Linked DNA regions of Mus musculus: region 1 is linked to region 2. A link is a contact called in public HiCAR-type data. All regions are on one chromosome and are shown on one strand. The core of a region is the stretch at or near the end of the contact, and the rest is flanking DNA. Distances in the headings are between cores, read along the strand shown.

Evidence for each region. HiCAR-type assays count read pairs that join an accessible place to other places.
Region 1: a contact with region 2 is called in a HiCAR-type map of fibro-adipogenic progenitors, with 2.1 times the contacts expected there. The contact joins the promoter of Lpar4 here to the enhancer-like site in region 2. A contact is called at or near these places in 1 of 39 promoter capture datasets (macrophages), 4 of 484 Hi-C or Micro-C datasets (adipose-derived mesenchymal stem cells, muscle stem cells and myocytes), 1 of 115 datasets of contacts at active chromatin or transcription factors (fibro-adipogenic progenitors) and 4 of 9 other capture datasets (adipose tissue, liver, macrophages and 1 more).

What each region holds. Positions count from the first base shown.
Region 1 is chrX:106,917,733-106,922,429 of GRCm38.p6, reverse strand. Lpar4 (lysophosphatidic acid receptor 4) reads right to left here and starts at 1,805. Exons shown (of 3, transcript NM_175271.4): 1 at 1,441-1,805.
Region 2 is chrX:106,850,985-106,855,533 of GRCm38.p6, reverse strand. No RefSeq gene overlaps it. Among named protein-coding and RNA genes, the nearest start is that of Rtl3, 13 kb to the right of the region's middle. Within about 2 kb of position 1,798, at least 5 of the 459 cell types and tissues checked have an H3K27ac peak or open chromatin away from gene starts, as enhancers often do. A contact at or near this core is called in fibro-adipogenic progenitors, where this site is marked.

The DNA.
Region 1 (4,697 bases), core at 556-3,055, 67 kb before region 2:
CAATAGACTATTCACTGTTCTTATCAGTTGTTTATCCCCTAAAAGCTGAAAATGGATTCTCAGAGCTGAGTGGCCTTTTATGAAGTTCCCAATTTTTAGTACCAATATTGACAATTATAAGGGTTTTTTTAGTTCCCACTCCAGAGGGCCAAGAACAGACTGTATATGTTGACAGACAGAGAATAAAAGACAGTGACCAAATCACAGCAAGAGCAACAAACTTCAGTGCATTTTCTCCCACAAAGGGAATTGAATAGATTAAACTTTGTCTAAGCCTGGCTTGAGTGGTGCTATAAGGCATCTTCCCAGTCCTCCCTTTAACTTAGAGAATACACATTCTGAAAGGCTGCCCTGGTTGTTCCAAAAGGGCTTTCATTCACATCTCTGATTGGCAGCCAGGAGGTGCTTCAGAATGTAGGAGCCATGAGGTTTATCAGCTGAGCTCATCCTTTGCAAGAGTGCAACTTCTCATTTGCAACAAGGCAAAAGGATTTATAATCTATTTTTGTTGGGGCAAGCTGTTGGGAGTTTGCTCTGAAAAAATAAACATGTGAAAAAGCCACTGGATAACTTTGATTATAAGTTACTATTGAAGCTTTTATGCTAGTCAAGGAAAAGAAAGATGCATTATTTGGTAAAGCAGCAAAGTGAATAACATTATCAAGCTTTTTGACATACTCAAATTTTTTCAATTTCTCTGGTCTTCTCCCCCCACAAAAATCATGATAAATTACAATGCTGTATTTGCTTCCCAAACAGAAATTACCTAGCATACAATACTAATTAATTCAACAAGTCTTTTTCACTAAAAATATTTAAAATATTTATAATATGCAAGAGAATTTTAGACATGTCACATTGTGTTGCATTTACATGGCAAATAGCAAGTAATTTCACAAGTAATAGAAAATTCTATTTATGCTAGAATTCAGTTTTCATTCAAACATGATTCCTCCTTTATGGGCAGTTCATGAATTATTCAATATAGCAAATGTCACATTCTCCATAAATCAATTAAGCATCAAAGGCATGTAGTGTATAGTTTTACTAGAAGAAACCTCATCATAATAAAAGCCACGTTAGCTCACAATCTTTTGTAAACCAAAGAAATATAATGCTAGCCAAAAGACTTTCTAACTTATTCTACCCTGTGATTTTGAATCAGCTCTTTAGGACTGTGTTTACATGAAACAACAGCCTGAAAATCCTGTCTCTCTCCCACTGAAACAGTATTTACTGCCAAAACAATAGAAATTCTTGTGTTTTTTTTTTTTTTTTTTTTTTTTTTACCATTCAACACGATGATCCTTGTTCAGTACTTCAGAGCTGAAGTCTAACTTCTTTCCCCAAACACTCAAAGCATCAGCGTTTCGATTGAAGTTTCTTACACCATCCCCCACCCCCAAACGCCAAAATCAAATCTTTCTCAAAGAGACTTACCCCAAGAAAGAGTGTGCTAGATGAGAGAATGTGCTCATGCCTGTAGATAGTTAGCTAATAAACGTGTAAACTGGCAACTCGCACTTCGGAAGCGCATATTTTTATCCATAAAAAACAAAAACAAAACAAAACAAAAAACAAAAAACAGGGAAAGGTTAGCCCAGCCCAAAAAGAGCAGACTCTGGGCTGCCGCAGCTCCTTACTGCAAACCGCTCATTCTGAAAATGTGAGCTTATTTACATTTATCGCTTTCCCTTTGTTAAGGACTAGCCCTCTTTAATGCTGGAGCCCGCATGCCTTTAACAAACAGGACACAAGAAAAGGCCCAAAGTCTTGCTGGAGCCGAGGGCCGCCGGGGGAACTCTTGGGGGTCTCAATAGGAAATGCTTTTCATTGGATAAGGAGGCATTATTAGGAGCCGTGATCCCGCCCAATCCCCTGTGCTTCATAGTTCCCTTAGTCACCACCAATCGCTGGACTGAAGAAGTTTTTCCTTAAAGAGCATTGCCCAGGAAAAGCAGTTTCACAGTCAAGAATTAGTGGCTTAAGTGCCACTTGACAATATAAAAAGTGTCTTTCCTGACCAATTAATTCACAGAGAAAGCTTGTCTGCCTGTCTTTGCAGCAGGACCGCTACCCTCTTACAATTCTAATGAGAAGGAGGAGGAGACAAAACTCCAAACTGGGAGGAGCAGCCCTGTTTGCTCCTAAGTTTTTTTTTTTAAAACAATCACAAAAACTATTAGTAAGAATTAAGGAGAGGGCAGGGGGAAAGGCAAAAAAAAAAAAAAAAAAAAAAAAAACAACTGGAAATGCATGGTTATCACAGTTTGCATAATTGAATTTCTGTCACTCTCCAAAACAAAATTCAATTCAATACCATAGTCACTTACTTAAGCCAGAAAAAAAAAAATGCCTTCAGACTGTCCTAGTGAAGTTGCCCAGAGCTATAACACTCGCCTTACATGATCCACGCAAAGCTCAGTAGCAGAAGGAAAGCCATTTCTCTTAAATAACTGCATGGCAGGAAGTGTAATTGCCATGAAATTTTCGGAGGTTTACTAAAAGTAAATAGTTCAGATGCAATTTGTTCATAGAGAGCTGTTACCTTCTACTCTACCCCACGTTTGCCCTAGACAAGCTCTGAACCTTATAGGTAGACTGGACTGCCTTGGTCAACCACACTGCTTCCCCCTTGGCCTCCAGTTTTCTTTCTTCTCCTCCCTCTCCCTGGTCTGAGTTTGTTGTGGAAACTTCCCTTTTGTAACAGCCATTGCTAGCCTTTCCCTACTACCAGAAACTCCTCCCCTTGCCCATCCCTTTCTCCTCTACCTCCAAACACTGCCAATACCACCACCAACAGCAACGTCCTGCCCCTTCTTAGGAATGAAACCCCTTGGCAGGGATTCGTTGCTTCCCTTTTTCTGGGCAGAACCATGGCCCCCAGATGAATGGGAGAACCTCCATCTGCTGCTTCATAACTTCAATCTACATAGTTAAGCTACATCCCAAATAAAATGTGTACCATGCTTATCTTCACGTTCCCTTCAGACCTGTTTTGGAGCTTCCCTTACTAACCATCTGTAACAGGTCATTGTGAAGTTGACACTAGCCTTACTGACTCTGGAAAAAAATCTCTTTTCTACAGCTTCCTCTTCCACATCCCTGTTTTCTGTTTCTTGCTGGCTGCCTCAGGTTAACTTATTTCTATATCTTCACTGGTTGTCTTCCTTCTCATTTACTTTGGGCCTAGAGCAGCTTGTGATAGGCTAAAAAAAAAGTTAAAGATGAAATCACTCTTCTGCAGAACTTCATACTCTACTTGAAGGCAAAAAGACATACAGAGTAGTGAGATACCAAAGTGATTTCAAAAACAAAAACTATTAAAGTAGTTACAAGAAGTGTGAGTTCTGCCATAGTTCAGGGAATGAAAATAAAGCACCCGAGTGAGTGCCAAAAGTACTTCCTAGATAATGTGAGGTTTGAATCGAGTTTTAGGGTCACCCAGAGCTTAAGTAACACAAACATGAAAAGGGGCAACTTTCCAGGCTCTTTGTGAGAAATGGTTAAATGGAGAAAATGAGGAGTGACCAGAGATAAGGAGCTTGGTTGTAAAAAGAAAAGAAAGGTAAGGAGAAGAACCTTTCCGGAAACAAGCTTTTGAAGCACTAGGTGCAATAGCGCCTTTATCTCTAGTAATAATGCTCACTGTCTCTCAGGAAGTCAAGCTCACTACCATTCCTCTCTTGGGATAAATTTTCCTCAGTCATCCATTTAATCTCTCTCCTTCTCCCTGTGGGGTGTCAATATCTTTCTGATGTATCTCCCAAATAATTTCTTATATGATATTTAAGGTATCACGCGCCCTCAGAGTATCACTCCTTCTCTGGCTAAACTTTGCTTTCAAAGAATCACTTCTATCTCCTAGAGTCATTTCTGATTTCTCTCACTACGCACATTTCCATCTCTCCTCTCTGACCAGAACACTCTCCTCATCCATAATAGTTCCTTCCCAACTGTAATTCTTACTCTTTCAGATACTTTTCGAGTAACCATGACTTTGTGGAACTCTCCCTTGATCCCTAGTTTAGGTCCAATATTAAATTATATGCATTATAATATTACAGACTTTTCTTCACTGTGTTTATTGCAGACATAACATCAAATGCTTTATGTGACTCATTTGCATAACAGTTTGACTATTGCTAATCTCTCCCCACTTATCTGCTTATTTGCAGATTATCATTCATAAAAATCCCTCTTCCTGATCCTTTCTCTTGACCAACAGAAGCAACTGTTTTGTTGTTATTGCTACTGCTGCTGCTTGATTTTCCTGCTGAAAACCATGTTATTTCATTTACTCTGGGCCTAGAGCAGCTTGTAATAGGCTAAAAAAAAAAGTTAAGGATGAAATCACTCTCGTGCAGAACTTCATACTCTACTTGAAGGCAAAAAGACATACAGAGTAGTGAGATACCAAAGTGATTTCAAAAACAAAAACTATTAAAGTAGTTACAAGGAGGATGTTGTCTAAGGACAAACAAAAATCCTTTGACAAGAAACTAAAACTTATAATCTACCATCGCCTTTCCATGCTGCAAATTGTAGATTTGCTTGCTTTGGTATCTGAAAGGCAGAAGGAGGGGAACTGAAAGCTTTTTCAGGGTGTTTTCCAAACAGCCCCAGTTTACAGCCACACTACTTAATCCAAAATATCCTTTTAAACAGGCCTTCTTTGAGGTGCTGATGTTTGTACC
Region 2 (4,549 bases), core at 549-3,048:
GGATAGTGCATCTTTCCCTTTTCATGAAGTTCTATTTGCCGATTAATTGTTAGTCCTATTTCCTGGGTAACTAGAGTCCAATTGAGAAAGAAGTTCATATCTGACCCTTTATCCTGAATTAGGCTCCCCCTCTTCTAGAAGTTTCAATGTTCCAGTTGTAACATTGAGATCTTTGATTCATTTGGAATTGATATATGTGCAGGGTATAAAGAACAAACAAGTTTCATTCTTTGACATATAGATACCTAATTTTCACAGTACCATTAATTAAATATGCTATCTTTTCTTCAGTGTCTATTTTTGATGACTTTGTAAAAAAAAATCAGGTCACTGGTGGTGCATGAATTTACATCTGGGACCTTTATTTTATTCCAATGGTTAATGTGGCAGTTTTGTTCCAATACAGTGCTGATTTAACTACTATGGCTCTGTAATATGTTTTAAAATCAGAAATAGTTATAGTATAAAAAAATACATTGGATGAAATTCTCAAATAATTTTTCATCCAACATTAGAATAGTAAAGATTCTGGAAAGAAAAAATAACATCTTTGAATAGCTTGTGCCTTATAGTTACTGAAATAGATATCTTTTGAGTGGAAAACCAGTACCATACCCATTAAACTGATTGGAAGAGAGAGACATCAACATTGTTCACTCTTGCTAAGAGGTATTACAGGATTCCCATAAAAGTCTAAATTAATATTTGGAGATTAAAATCTGATGTGGTAGCACATCTGTAATCCTGATGCTTGGTAGGCTGAGGCAAGAGGGTCTTTAGGTCAAGGCTAACCTTGACTACACAGGGAGCTCAAGCCTAGCCTGGACTACATGAGACACTGTGTCAGAATAACAAAACAAAAGTATAATCATAATCTAAACAAATAGAGGAATGTGTGCTACCCTATGTTCTTATAAAAATTATTGTTTCATAGACTTTGTATGGAACAACAACAGAGTAGGTGAGACTGACCTATGCATGCTGTGATTGCTACTATCAGATCAACCATTAGCAAATCATTAACTGATGATAGAAAAAAAGCATCTGAAGACCCTCCTTATCCCAGCAACAGCTTGCCTATTGCTCAGATCTCTATTGTTCAAATGGTTTGATCTTAGAAACACTGTTCCAAGTAAGCAGAGGTGCACCCTGACGTTAAGGGCTGTGATATGGTGACATGAAACTTAGGTACCACATGGTCAGATATGTATACTTGATACATCTACCAACACATTCCACTGCTCAAACAAGATAGAAACATTGGAGATATGCAAAGACATACAAATGAAAAGCATTTCCCAAGGAAACAAATTAGGCCAAATCTAAACTGTAAAATGAGTTGGAACCAATCATCCTGTTCTGGCCCAATCAGTGAAATGCAAAGCAAAGCCTAAGCACCCCTGCTTACCCCTTCTCCCATGGGTGGTGAGTCAAAATGGAACATCACCTGATGCAGAAAACACAGCCAAGTTTAGTCAAGCTCAGTGAAACATTGCCAACGGAAGATGTGCAGGAGGCAAGAAGGGGAGGGAGAGAAAGACAAATGGCCAGATGAGTGTTCAAAAGGCAAACAACCAAAACAAATAAACATTAAAGATAATTTTTAAAGAATAATAACAAATTTCCCAGTTCTGATGGGGGAACAGGGTCCACATAGGGAGCACTGCCTTGCCTGCCAAACTCTTTAGTACTCATGTAAATCACTCGAAGGACAAGTGATGATTTCTGAGAAGGGAAACATTGGGCAGGGCTCATGTCTCCAGGGTGTGCAAGTTGTTTCCAACTCCTAGTTCCTGAACACTTAGCTAGGAGGACAGCTGCTCACTGTTGATTCCATATTGGTATAAGACAGAAAGCTGGCCTGAACAGGGGCATTGGAAGGACTTTTCTAAGATTACTCCCCCAAGAGCTGATCCATGATTGTGTAATCAGCAAAATGTGCTGTCTTCCCTTTCCCTACCCTGGTTTCTGTTCCAAATCTCTTCGCCCACTAGTCATTCCTACCTTTCAACCCAGTGCACTGGTCCACCAAGGGTCACTGGAGAAAGCAATTTTTGTTTCCTAGAGGTGCTGTAACAAATTATGACAGTATGGGCTTACAAAACAGAACTTTATTCTCTAAAAATGTGTTTCTCTCTCTCTCTCTCCCTCTCTCTCTCATCTCCCTCTGTAAGATAATCATTCAAAAGCCCACAAATGCATTCTAAAGCATACAAATACATCATCTGAGTTAATTTTGCATTTTAAGAAATGAAACTTGAAGCTTTATTTAATCTATAAATGTGAAGATTTTTGAAATCTGCAAATTATACACCTTCATTTTCACCTTTGTGGCAACCTAGAAGTTTGGGGACTTCAATGTTGAGCTCTTCTATGAAACATTAGTCCCATGCTGATACTAGACTTACAACTTGGCACTCACTAAACCATGTGTGCCTGTGCAACCTCTAACCCCCAGCCCCTCATTTACTTCCTGTAAACTGTGATTAATAAATGTCCATGACTGATAAATTCATTGTGATTATTAAATGAAGGAAATTATGCAAAGCACTCATGCTAATGTCTGCTTCACACAGAACCAGTCTTTGATGTATGGTAATGGCCAACATTATTAATTCAGTGCTATTCTTACTTTAGAAATTGGAGCAAATTATAAAATAATCTAAACAGAGCTCCAATATACTGTATTTACTATTCACTAAGTGTAACTCATCATAAGCACTCCTTAAATATTTATGGTATGTTTACATTTTAGTTTGGCTTTTAACTTAATATAGAAATTTTGTTTTTAAGTTGCACATTCTAGATTGTTTCTAAAATGTAAATGCACATGATTTGGATAAAGACTGTTTGAGTACCATATCTGATCAAAATTCCTAACTATGCAAGCTTAAATAACAATTTTAATCCTCAGTTTTCTAAACTGAAAAACTGAGCTCAATCAAACATATAGTTTGTATATCACATTATATAATTCATGTAAAGGACTGAGTACTATGTCCAGAGTATGGTGAGCCCTTAAGAAATGATATAATAGGGCTGGAGGGATGGCTCAGGGTTTAAGAGCACTGACTGTTCTTCTGAAGGTCCTGAGTTCAATTCCTAGCAACCACATGGTGGCTCACAACAATCTGTAATGGGACCTGATGCCCTCTTCTGGTGTGTCTGAAGACAGTTACAGTGTACTCATATAAATAAAATAAATATTTTAAAAAAGAAATGATATAATAAATATAACACTCAGCCTTTCATCAAACTTGCTGATTTTATCCTTAATGCTCTAAACAAAATGGTCATCACAATGAGATATTTCATTCTCCGAACCTATCTGATAGATATCACTATTGCTACTTTACATAACAGTAAACAGAATTCTAAGTCACAGGTAAGTAATACATGATCGGGATGGATTTAAAAATAACCCTACTTTTAGACTTTATTATTTACAACTCTCTGTCATATACAAAGGCATAACATATACAAAGTAATGTTAATGGCAACCAAGATACCAAGAGACTCCTATGTTCCAAGCACCATATTCAGGGATTTTCCCATGCTGTCTTAGGGGATGGAGTATTTCAGGTAGTATTTATAAGAATTTCTAGAAGAAGTGTACTATTGCTCATTACTATCTTATAAGCAAGAGTACCAGAGCTCAGAAAACTAAGCAATTTACCAAAGAAAACCAAATGTCTTGTACCACAGCTAGTAGAAACTGGGACTCTGAGCTCTTCCTTTATGTGATAGAATGAACCTATTCTTTTTTAATTTGGCTTACACTGTGGCTGACAAAAGATATGGATTCACAGAATAGTGGCTATTCTATACCTCAGAAAGACAGACAGATATAACCTAACAAAAAGCCCAAACCCCAGGCATGAGAAACCTCTGTTAAATTGTTGGTCAGGTTTATCAAAGAAGACTCTCAAAATATTACAAGCTATTGTCATTGCCCTTGGCTCTCCCCCAGAGGTAGAAGGTAAACTCTAATTGCTGAAAACACCCTGCACTTCAGACACAGGGTCCAGAGGCCCTGAGCTAGAACTTACCTGAAAGCCTCCTCTTCAAGAACTTGCTTTTATGGTACCAGAAGCCATCATGCAAGCTTCCAAAGGAGGGATGCAACCAACAGTACTACCCAACTATGATGCCTATGAACCATAACAATGATCAGTATGGCACTGTAACGCTAAGAATGCTGTAATGGTGTACATACCTTGGTGGTAACCAACAGCTCTCCAATTAGACTTAAGACCCTCTTGACAAAAGGGAAATCATGTTTGGTACTGAAAACCTAGCCAACTGGCCAGGGCTAGTGAAGTCATGGATATTGGAAAATAATCTACAAGTTTCAATTTACTAAACTACATGATTCCTTACTACATTCTAATTTTGTCCCTATTCTCATAGATAAGTGTAGCCCTTGCCCTTCATCAAGGAAACTTCCTTTTTTCAACAGACGAAGACCATTACAGAAAGCCACAACCAATCAAAATGCAGATATGTGGAGTCTACTCCCAGATAAAAAAATCTACAATGTAACTCCTAC